2 separate regions of the Mus musculus genome follow, and region 2 is linked to region 1. The links are chromatin contacts, called in public HiChIP or PLAC-seq maps. All regions are on one chromosome and are shown on one strand. The core of a region is the stretch at or near the end of the contact, and the rest is flanking DNA. Distances in the headings are between cores, read along the strand shown.

Region 1 (4,039 bases), core at 1,039-3,538:
ATACTCAAGCAGGGATGCATGGAGCCAGGAAACAGAGATTTCCCTCCTAGAGAGGCATGGATATTCTCTCTCTCTCTCTCTCTCTCTCTCTCTCTCTCTCTCTCTCTCTCTCTTCCTCCCCTTTCCTCCTTTCCCTCCCCCCCTCTTCTTTCCTTCCTCTTTGCCACCCCCCCCTCTCAAGACAGGGTCTTACTAGGCAGCCCGGTACTCACTATAGAGACCAGACTGGCCTCGAACTTACAGAGCTCCACCTGTTCTGTGGCTCTCAGTGCTTAGGTTGAAGGCGTGCAGCGCCACACCCAGCCTGGCATGGGAATGCCCAAGAAGTGCAGAATTAACCTGTTCATCGTGGGTTTCTTTATTCACCCTCTGGGCAGTGCATGGAGCTGTGCGATGTTCTTTGGGACTTGGAAGTTGATTTTAATGTTTAAAGTAAAAGGCATCCTTATCTACAACTTATGAGAGACTTGTGAAAAACAGGCGGCAGCAACACAGAAACAAAAGCACCTGGGCTGGTTTGTTTCCTTCATGATCTATGGGTCTCTTCGGAGCCCTAGTAACATCCAACCCAAGGGCGTTGCTTCTGGCGGAGGGTGGGAAATGGAAATTGTCACTTCGTGGGTATGGGGAGGCCGACGTCCTTGACTTTAAGTGACAAACCCAACAGAGAAAGGAATAAACCAAAAGAGAGGAAGACAGCAAAATGGAACAAAGTGGTCAGCAGTGTGCAAACAATCTGTGCTTTGCAGCAAACTTCCTGCAGTGGAGGGCCGTAGTGGAGGCTGGCCACTGAGAGGCGCCTGCAGGTAGAGCCTCCCCCAAAGGAGCCTGTAGGTAGACCCTCCCCCCAAAGGAGCCTGTAGGTAGAGCCTCCCCCAAAGGAGCCTGTAGGTAGACCCTCCACCCCCACCCCCACCCCAGGCAGCCCATGTCTCCCAGGCTGGCCTTGAGAGGGCTTCCAGGCCTTGGCTGAGAAGCCTGTATGGGTCTGGCTGCTTCCTCTTTCTCTGCTACCCCGTGGCCACCTGTGTCTGGTTCGCTCCGCCTCAGTGAGAACCAGGAAAGCCTAGAGACTGAGAAGAGGGCTGACTTCCCAGAACCTCAGGGGTAGAGAGGGGAGGGGTGAGGACATCTTGAACGGGAGCTGCCATTAGCTGAAGAAACGTTCTGTCTTGTGCCTCGCTGTCCTGGTCAGCTCCCAGGATAGGCCGCGCAGCAGGTACTACTTCTGCTTGTCCTCATGGGAAGGGCAGGGTTATTCGCAGACTGGTTAAGGCCTGCCAGGCAAGGACTCTACCTCAAGCTGCTTCAAGGGCCTGTGGTGGTTCGTATTGACTGCCAACTTGACAGAATTGAAGACATCTTGGACAACATCTAGACATTTTTGTGAAGGATTTCCTAGGTAAGTTTAGGTGAGAACACGTACCCTCATGTGGGCTGGGGTCCTGGATTGCATAAGAAGGAGACAGCAAGCTAAGCAAAGGCATCCATTGCTCTCCTTCCTGACTGTGGACGTGATGAGGCCCAGAAGTCTCCTACTGCCTGACCATCCTCGCTAGGTAGATGGTCTCCCCAGGAACTGTGGCCAAAGTTAACCCTCCCGCCCTTACGCTGCATCTGGTAGGTGTTTTGCCACAGCAAGGAGACAAGCAGCTACTCAAGAACATAGTACTCAGCGGACTCCAGGCACAGGGACTGTTGGGTCATGATCCCAGTAATTCACATTGGTGCTTTGTCACCGAGTCCTTGTGTGAGCATCCGTGGGTCCAGGGATCCCTTCTGAGCCCTTCCTCTCTAAAGCTAAAACACACTTCACACTGGCATGAAACCTCATGACTGTGGCTGGCTCACACGGTTCTAGGCCCGCGGTGAGGCAGAGTGTCGCTTTTGTTAGTTCTGTTCTCCACGGAACACATGGGGCATCTCCTTTTCTGGACTGTTTCTCCTGGGATACTGACCCAAGAAAGAACAGTAACAAGCAAGCGTTTACTCCTCTCTGCTGTGTAATTAGCCCTAAATTAAGCCACTCAGTGAGCTGGGATGCTGTTCTGTTGTTTAGGCTGGCTTCGAACTCCTGGACTCAAACAATCCTCTTGCCTCAGGCTCCTACGTAGCTGGGTTGTACACCACGGTGCCTTTTAGGAGTGGCCTGTGTTACATACAGTTTCTGTGTGTGACTGATTCCGGAACCCAGTTTGGCAGCTCTGGTTCAGAGACTCTTAGGAGCTGCAGGTATCTGACTTGACCTGAGGCTGAGCGTGGTACTTTCAAAGGACTGGCTGGTGGGTGGGGCTGGTGGGCGGGGCTGGTGGGCGGGGCTGGCGGGGTGGGGCTGGCTCTTAGTGCAAAGGCCCAGCTCCTAAAGCAGTGCTTCAGTGACTCAGGTTTAAGATTTCCATCAAAAGAGCATGATTGTGGGCCAGGTGCAGGGCAAGGGCAACAGAAGAGGAGGACGCAAGCACGGGAAACGGGAGGTGGGAGGAGGCACTGGGGGAATTGGGCTCGTGATCCCAAGAGGCAAGTGGCTTGGTGGGGACCCACAAAGGGCACTCAGCATGAAGGGATGGAGTAGAACCACTGTCACACCCAGTGAATTCCACAAGGGGGACAGAACTCTAACCCCAGGAGAATCTCAACCGTGTTCAATTGGAGATAGATCAAACATGATTGCCACCATCCTGACCTGATCTCTAAAACAGACAGCACCAGGAACGCATAGAGTGGTGGGTTCTGGAATGAAGGGACAGGAGCCTCTCCTCTCCCCTCCTCTCTTCTTTTTCTCCCTCCCTCCTCCTCCCCATATTTACAATACTGGGGAGTGAACACCCAGACTCCTACGTGCTTAAGCACTTCAGCACACAGTTACAGCCCCAGCCCAGTAATTTCTTCCCAGAGCAGGGTCACTGCATCTAAAGCCTGAGATAGAGCAGACATTTGAAGGTGGCTCTTGGCCCTCCTGAAGAACAGCTCATTCTAAAAGTGAGCGGCACCATTCCTGGACATGAGTTCTGGACTGCATTTAAAGGAGAACGCTAGTAGATCGTAGGTGTTCATCATTCTCGTCTCCTGTTTTAAGGGATGGCTTTGGCTCACAGTTCCAGGTTAGACCCTCCCTCATAGCAGGGAGGTGTGTGTACAGGATCCTGAGGGAACTAATCATGTCACATCTGTCACCAGGCAGGGGACACAAAGGGGCACACACATGCTCAGCTCTCTTTCTCATTTGTAACTAAAGCTTTATTCTACACAACTTGAAACACAGACTCTGACCCCTTTGCCATTGCAGACTGTCCATTGTTCTGGAAACTTATTACTGATTTTCTCTTTTTCTACTTATACAGCCCAGGTCCCACCCAAAATTAACTCAGAGCTTCCCACACTAATTAGTACAATCACAAGAACTTCCTAGAATGCTTAGAGGCCCAGCTCCCCAGTGGTTCCAGATTCTGTCAGGTTAACAATTAACACTAAGTTACCTAGCCAACTAGTAACCTTTCCTCTCTTGGGACAAAGGGCAACCAACCAGGCCAGGCCAGCTGAGGGTTACCTGCAGAAAAAGGGGCAGGAAGAAGGCTCATGGTAAAACTTTCTCCAGTGTTGTATCCACGAGGCAAGCATCGCTCTCCTGAGATGCCCCCAGCCCTCGTTCTAACAACTCCACCTCATGTAAAAACATTGATCTGAGCCAGGTATGGTGGCACATGCCTCTAGTTCCCTGAGTTGAGACCAGCCTGGCCTACAGAGTAAGTTTCAGGATAGCCAGGGTTACTCAGATAAACTCTGTCTTGAACCCCTGCCTCTCCCCCAAAACATATATCTGCATGTACAGGAAATGTGACAATCTCCCCTTCAGGGAGATAAGTGATAGGTGACCTTTGACCCCTTCTTTCTATTTTTTGCCCAAATTCCTTTGTGTAGAGAATGTTCTACTCATATTCAGAAGGAAGGTTTTTCTTTTCTTTCTATTATTCTTAAAAAGCTGTCATATATCCTTTTTATCTTTTTCTTCAAGATCTAGCAAAGAATGAGGAGGATTGCG
Region 2 (4,407 bases), core at 973-3,472, 940 kb before region 1:
CTCATTACACAATTCTCTGCTTGTTTAAAAAAAAAGGAACCTTGACACTCTTAGTTAAAAGCTGTTTGGAAAGTGCAATAAGAACTTTATGCTTTTCTTACACGCTTGCCAAGTGTCAACAGCCTGAGTCACGCTGTAAATGGCTTCATAAGCAAGTGGTGGGCCTAACTTGTTCCTAGAATTTTTGAGTAAAAGAAGCAAATCTACAACAACAACAAAAAAACGACCACATAATTAATAATAACCCTAGGGGTTCCCAATAAACTAAAGAAATAATCTGTTTAACCATTTCTAAGAAATGCCATTCACTGTAACTCCTTAGATTTCCTTCCTTCCTTGCTTTTATCTCATGGGCACTATTTAGTGAGGAAATATTTGCTAAGGTTAAAGAAAGCACTGTGCTGTGCCCAGAGTTAAAGAGTACCTAATTTATGAGGATTTCCTTATAGAATGCCATGCAGATGCACACATGTCAATATAGGCAGAAGGCTTTAGTCCATATGCACACAGCTCTGCTGAAGATGGACCTATCAGGACAGACTGGTGGTAGGGAAGCCAGGAGATGGATGGATTCTTTTTTGTTCGTTTCTTTGTTTATTTTTATTGAGGAATGACATTTAACTTCCATGCCAGTGGAATGGTCACTATTGGCTATTCTCACATGAGACAAATATATCAAATTTAGCATAAATAACAGTTGCAAATACTAATGAAGTATCAGAACAAAAGAAATGACAGAATGGAGTCAAATTGTCTGTTGTCTATCTGTCTGCTTGGTGATTTGTTGCTGGGGGCTGAACCCAGGTTCTCTTAGGCTAGGCAAGTATTCCACTAGCATAAAGATACTGTCTCAGCCCACTTGGTAGCTAGTGTCTTGGGAAACAAAAATGAAGATACTTATTTCTTCAAAAATAAGAAAGATTTTAAGTTGTTTCTCTTAAAAATTTGATCTTTTCAACTGATAGAAAATATTTCTGAAACTGCTATGTAGATTGACAGGAACATTTACAGGAATTTTTGCCAAAATTAAAAACTTATTTATGGGTAATTACTGCTAAAAATATATTTAGCTATATTTTGCATTAAGTCATTTAGAACTGGGGAATTCAGAGATCATAACGCAAAAAAAGTATAGCTATAAAGCCTTATGTATTAATAGCTAGAGCAACTTTGTTCATGGCAGGCCCCAAATAGGATGCTTATTAATAGACAACTAAAACAACTTAAGTTCCACAGTAACTTGAATAAATGTATTCCTCCTAAAAGATGTATTCATTTGGAACCTATAAATGTGACCTTATTTGGAAAAGGATATTTGTAGATACAATTAGGGATCTTGGGACAATATTGTTATTAGGGTAGACAGTAAGTCCAGTGACATCGGCTACATATAAAAAACAAAACAAAAGGACAGAAAACAAGGAAGTAGGGAGAGATTATAGTCCTGCTGTCATAGCCAAGACACACCTGGGCCACCAGAAACTGGAAGAAATGACCAGTAGGCATCACTGTTAATTCAATGTCTCTCTTCAAATAAAGCAAGCAAAAAAAAAAAAAATGATCACTGAGCATGGTCACTTTAAAAATATCATGCTTCTTCATGTATCATATGTTAAAACTGAAAAATCTCCCAAGTGGAACATTAAATAATACATAAGAAAACTGAGTCAGAGTGACTAAGCAGTTTTATAGAACCATGGGCTGCAGGTTAGACACATCTGAGAGTGTAAACCTTGCCCATTATAATCTCGTATATGCAGATACTGTTTTGAACACGTGATATGTGGAACATGATGTTCAGGAGTGTGCCCACCTCCACATGGGAACATCATTCTTTCTTCCCAAATGAAGATACATGATTTTCTCGAATGAAAACCCTTACTGTCTTTATTTGGAGAGAGGCATTGCTCAAAAATTTATCCCCACCGGGCAGTGGTGGTGCATGCCTTTAATCCCAGCACCCGGGAGGCAGAGGCAGGTGGATTTCTGAGTTCGAGGTCAGCCTGATCTACAGAGTGAGTTCCAGGACAGCCAGGGCTACACAGAGAAACCCTGTCTCGAAAAAAGAAAAAAGAAAAAAAAAGAAAGAAAACTTATCCCCAATATTCTCATTGCTTGCACAACAAGCAATAAAAAATATTTCTTCTCTCTTTTGCCTTTTGATTGTGCCTATCACCCTTATGCTAATCATGAGGTAAACCCACTCACTGTGTATGGTTAAAATCCCAAGAGACTATACATTAGAGTATCATGTGGGCCTAGAATACGTGGTTGTATTCTTGAATCAGCCAAGCAGAGAATGCTTCATAGTTGGATAATTTAGGGACTCTGGGGTAGGAGTCTCTGACACCAGAAAGCCAAGGTTATCAGTCAGAAAGGTTTTCTATTGCCCTTAGAATAAAATCCTGAGTCTCCAAAGAGCCCCCCGAGCTCTGATAGTGAGGACCAACCCTCTCTTAGCCCTTTCTCTCCCATAGCTTCCTTTAACAGGAAGGATGTTGGCTTTTAGAAAGATTCTTCTAGCTGCAGTCTGGGAGCCTGGAGATAAAGAGAAGCCATCAGGATAACTTAGGCAATAAATACTTTGCCAAATTCCTGAACTAGGAAAGTGATAGAATGAATAAATCAATTCCAGGAAAAATGTTTATGGGAACTCAGTGCCACACTATACAGCAATAAAAATGAATGACAGCAGACAGCATTAATGAATGTTTCAAAGCAGTGCTGTCTGAACAGAAGCAGGGCACAGAAGTCCATGCACAGTATGACTTCTTTCTGATGAAGTTCAAAGCATGGAAAGGATACAACAAAGCCAATGGCTTGAGAATAATTATCAAGGCAAGGACAAACAAGCGATTATCCCAGGAGTCCAGTTTATGGTCACCTTCACAGAGAAGAGGCATTTGGGGGCATCTGGTTGCTGCTATGGGGGGGTGGTAACTATGTATGTTAGCTGGGCACTAAAATATATAGAAGTGATCTTTGATATCTCTCTCTCTCTCTCCACACACACACACACACACACACACACACATATCCATACTAAGTGTTTTCCTTATGTGTTCTCTGTAATGTTTTATCACAATTTAAAACAAAGTCCAAATATACATTGTTCTACAGAAACAGTTGGCATATACTTAAGAGCAAATGAGAATATGAAGTGCAAGACAAAAGACTTGGAATTAAATAGTCCACAGTTCAAATTGTGATTCTGTTACTTGGTGAACTGGCTTTGAACAAATTATTTAACTTCTTTAGGTCTCCAGTTTTATTAGCAAAACTAATAGAGCTGTTGTTGGGATTAAAGTGATTACCTATCTATTTTTCACCCCTTTCTCACTGATTGGTCAGTCAGTGGATCTCCCTAAAATTGCTAAACTCATAGCACACATTTTGACTTTCTGTACTTTACAAATGACTGTGTGGATTGCTATATCCTGACAGGCCAGGTGGCTTATGTCTCTAACACTGATCAATCAGCCAAGCAGACGATGTTTCAGAGCCCAGGGATTCCCAGGCCTGTCTCACGGTCTTGGCGGCTTCATTAGAATACAGCATGCTAGGTCCCATTTTCAGAGATCTGACTCACAGGCTTGCAGTTACAATTCAAAAATTGCATTTCTCACAAGTGAGAACAAGTTCCCAGGTGATGTCATTTCTGCTGGCTGGGACAACATTTCAAGAAGTACTAATTCACTGAAAATTGAACAAGTTGGAAAATCAGGTGCCTCAGTGAGACAGGAAATTGTTCTCCAGCTTTCCATGCACAGGAGAGAGACTGTTTTTCCAGGCACTCAGGATAAGAGAGAGGCCGAGCCCCTTATAATGGGCTGAGTGTTCTCACACCTACTTTCTCCTGCAGACAGCTCATGTCTGTCCTCTGACACATGGATTGCTTCAAGGGGTCTCTGAGCGCTGTGTTTAGTCCCTGAATTGTTCCAGCAAGGAACTCAGTAATGCCTATGAGAGTTAAGAGAGACTTTCAAAAGAATAATGCCTGAGATACTCAGAGCAGTTAGTTCACAGTTAGCTGCTTCTGTTATAACTTGAACTTTCTTTGAGAAGGTGTCTGTGAATATGAGACGCTACCTCACAACAGAACATGAGACGGTCATGGAATAAGCATATCTGTCCGGAAGGTTAACAGCTTAGGAAAGATGGAACACTTTAATGTTTATAAATATTAAATTTTATGTATATTTATAAATTTCAAGATCATGACCTAAGGCAAAATAAAGTAATTTTATAAAAACAGAACCAAAATTAAGTAGTTTTATAAAACAATCCTGGAGATGGAGCATATAAGTTTCTGGAGCACCTTTTGGGAAACTGAGTTGTGACAGTTTGAAATCTAGCTAGACAGCATTCCAAATGTCAGCAGCGAGCTGGCACGTAGAGGCCGGCTTC

Evidence for each region. HiChIP or PLAC-seq counts read pairs in DNA pulled down with a chosen protein or histone mark.
Region 2: a contact with region 1 is called in an H3K27ac HiChIP or PLAC-seq map of large pre-B cells, with 5 times the contacts expected there. The contact joins two enhancer-like sites.

Annotation. Positions count from the first base shown.
Region 1 is chr11:20,461,775-20,465,813 of GRCm38.p6, reverse strand. No RefSeq gene overlaps it. Among named protein-coding and RNA genes, the nearest start is that of Gm39607, 5.7 kb to the left of the region's middle. Within about 2 kb of position 2,288, at least 74 of the 459 cell types and tissues checked have an H3K27ac peak or open chromatin away from gene starts, as enhancers often do.
Region 2 is chr11:21,398,701-21,403,107 of GRCm38.p6, reverse strand. No RefSeq gene overlaps it. Among named protein-coding and RNA genes, the nearest start is that of Ugp2, 30 kb to the right of the region's middle. Within about 2 kb of position 2,222, at least 52 of the 459 cell types and tissues checked have an H3K27ac peak or open chromatin away from gene starts, as enhancers often do.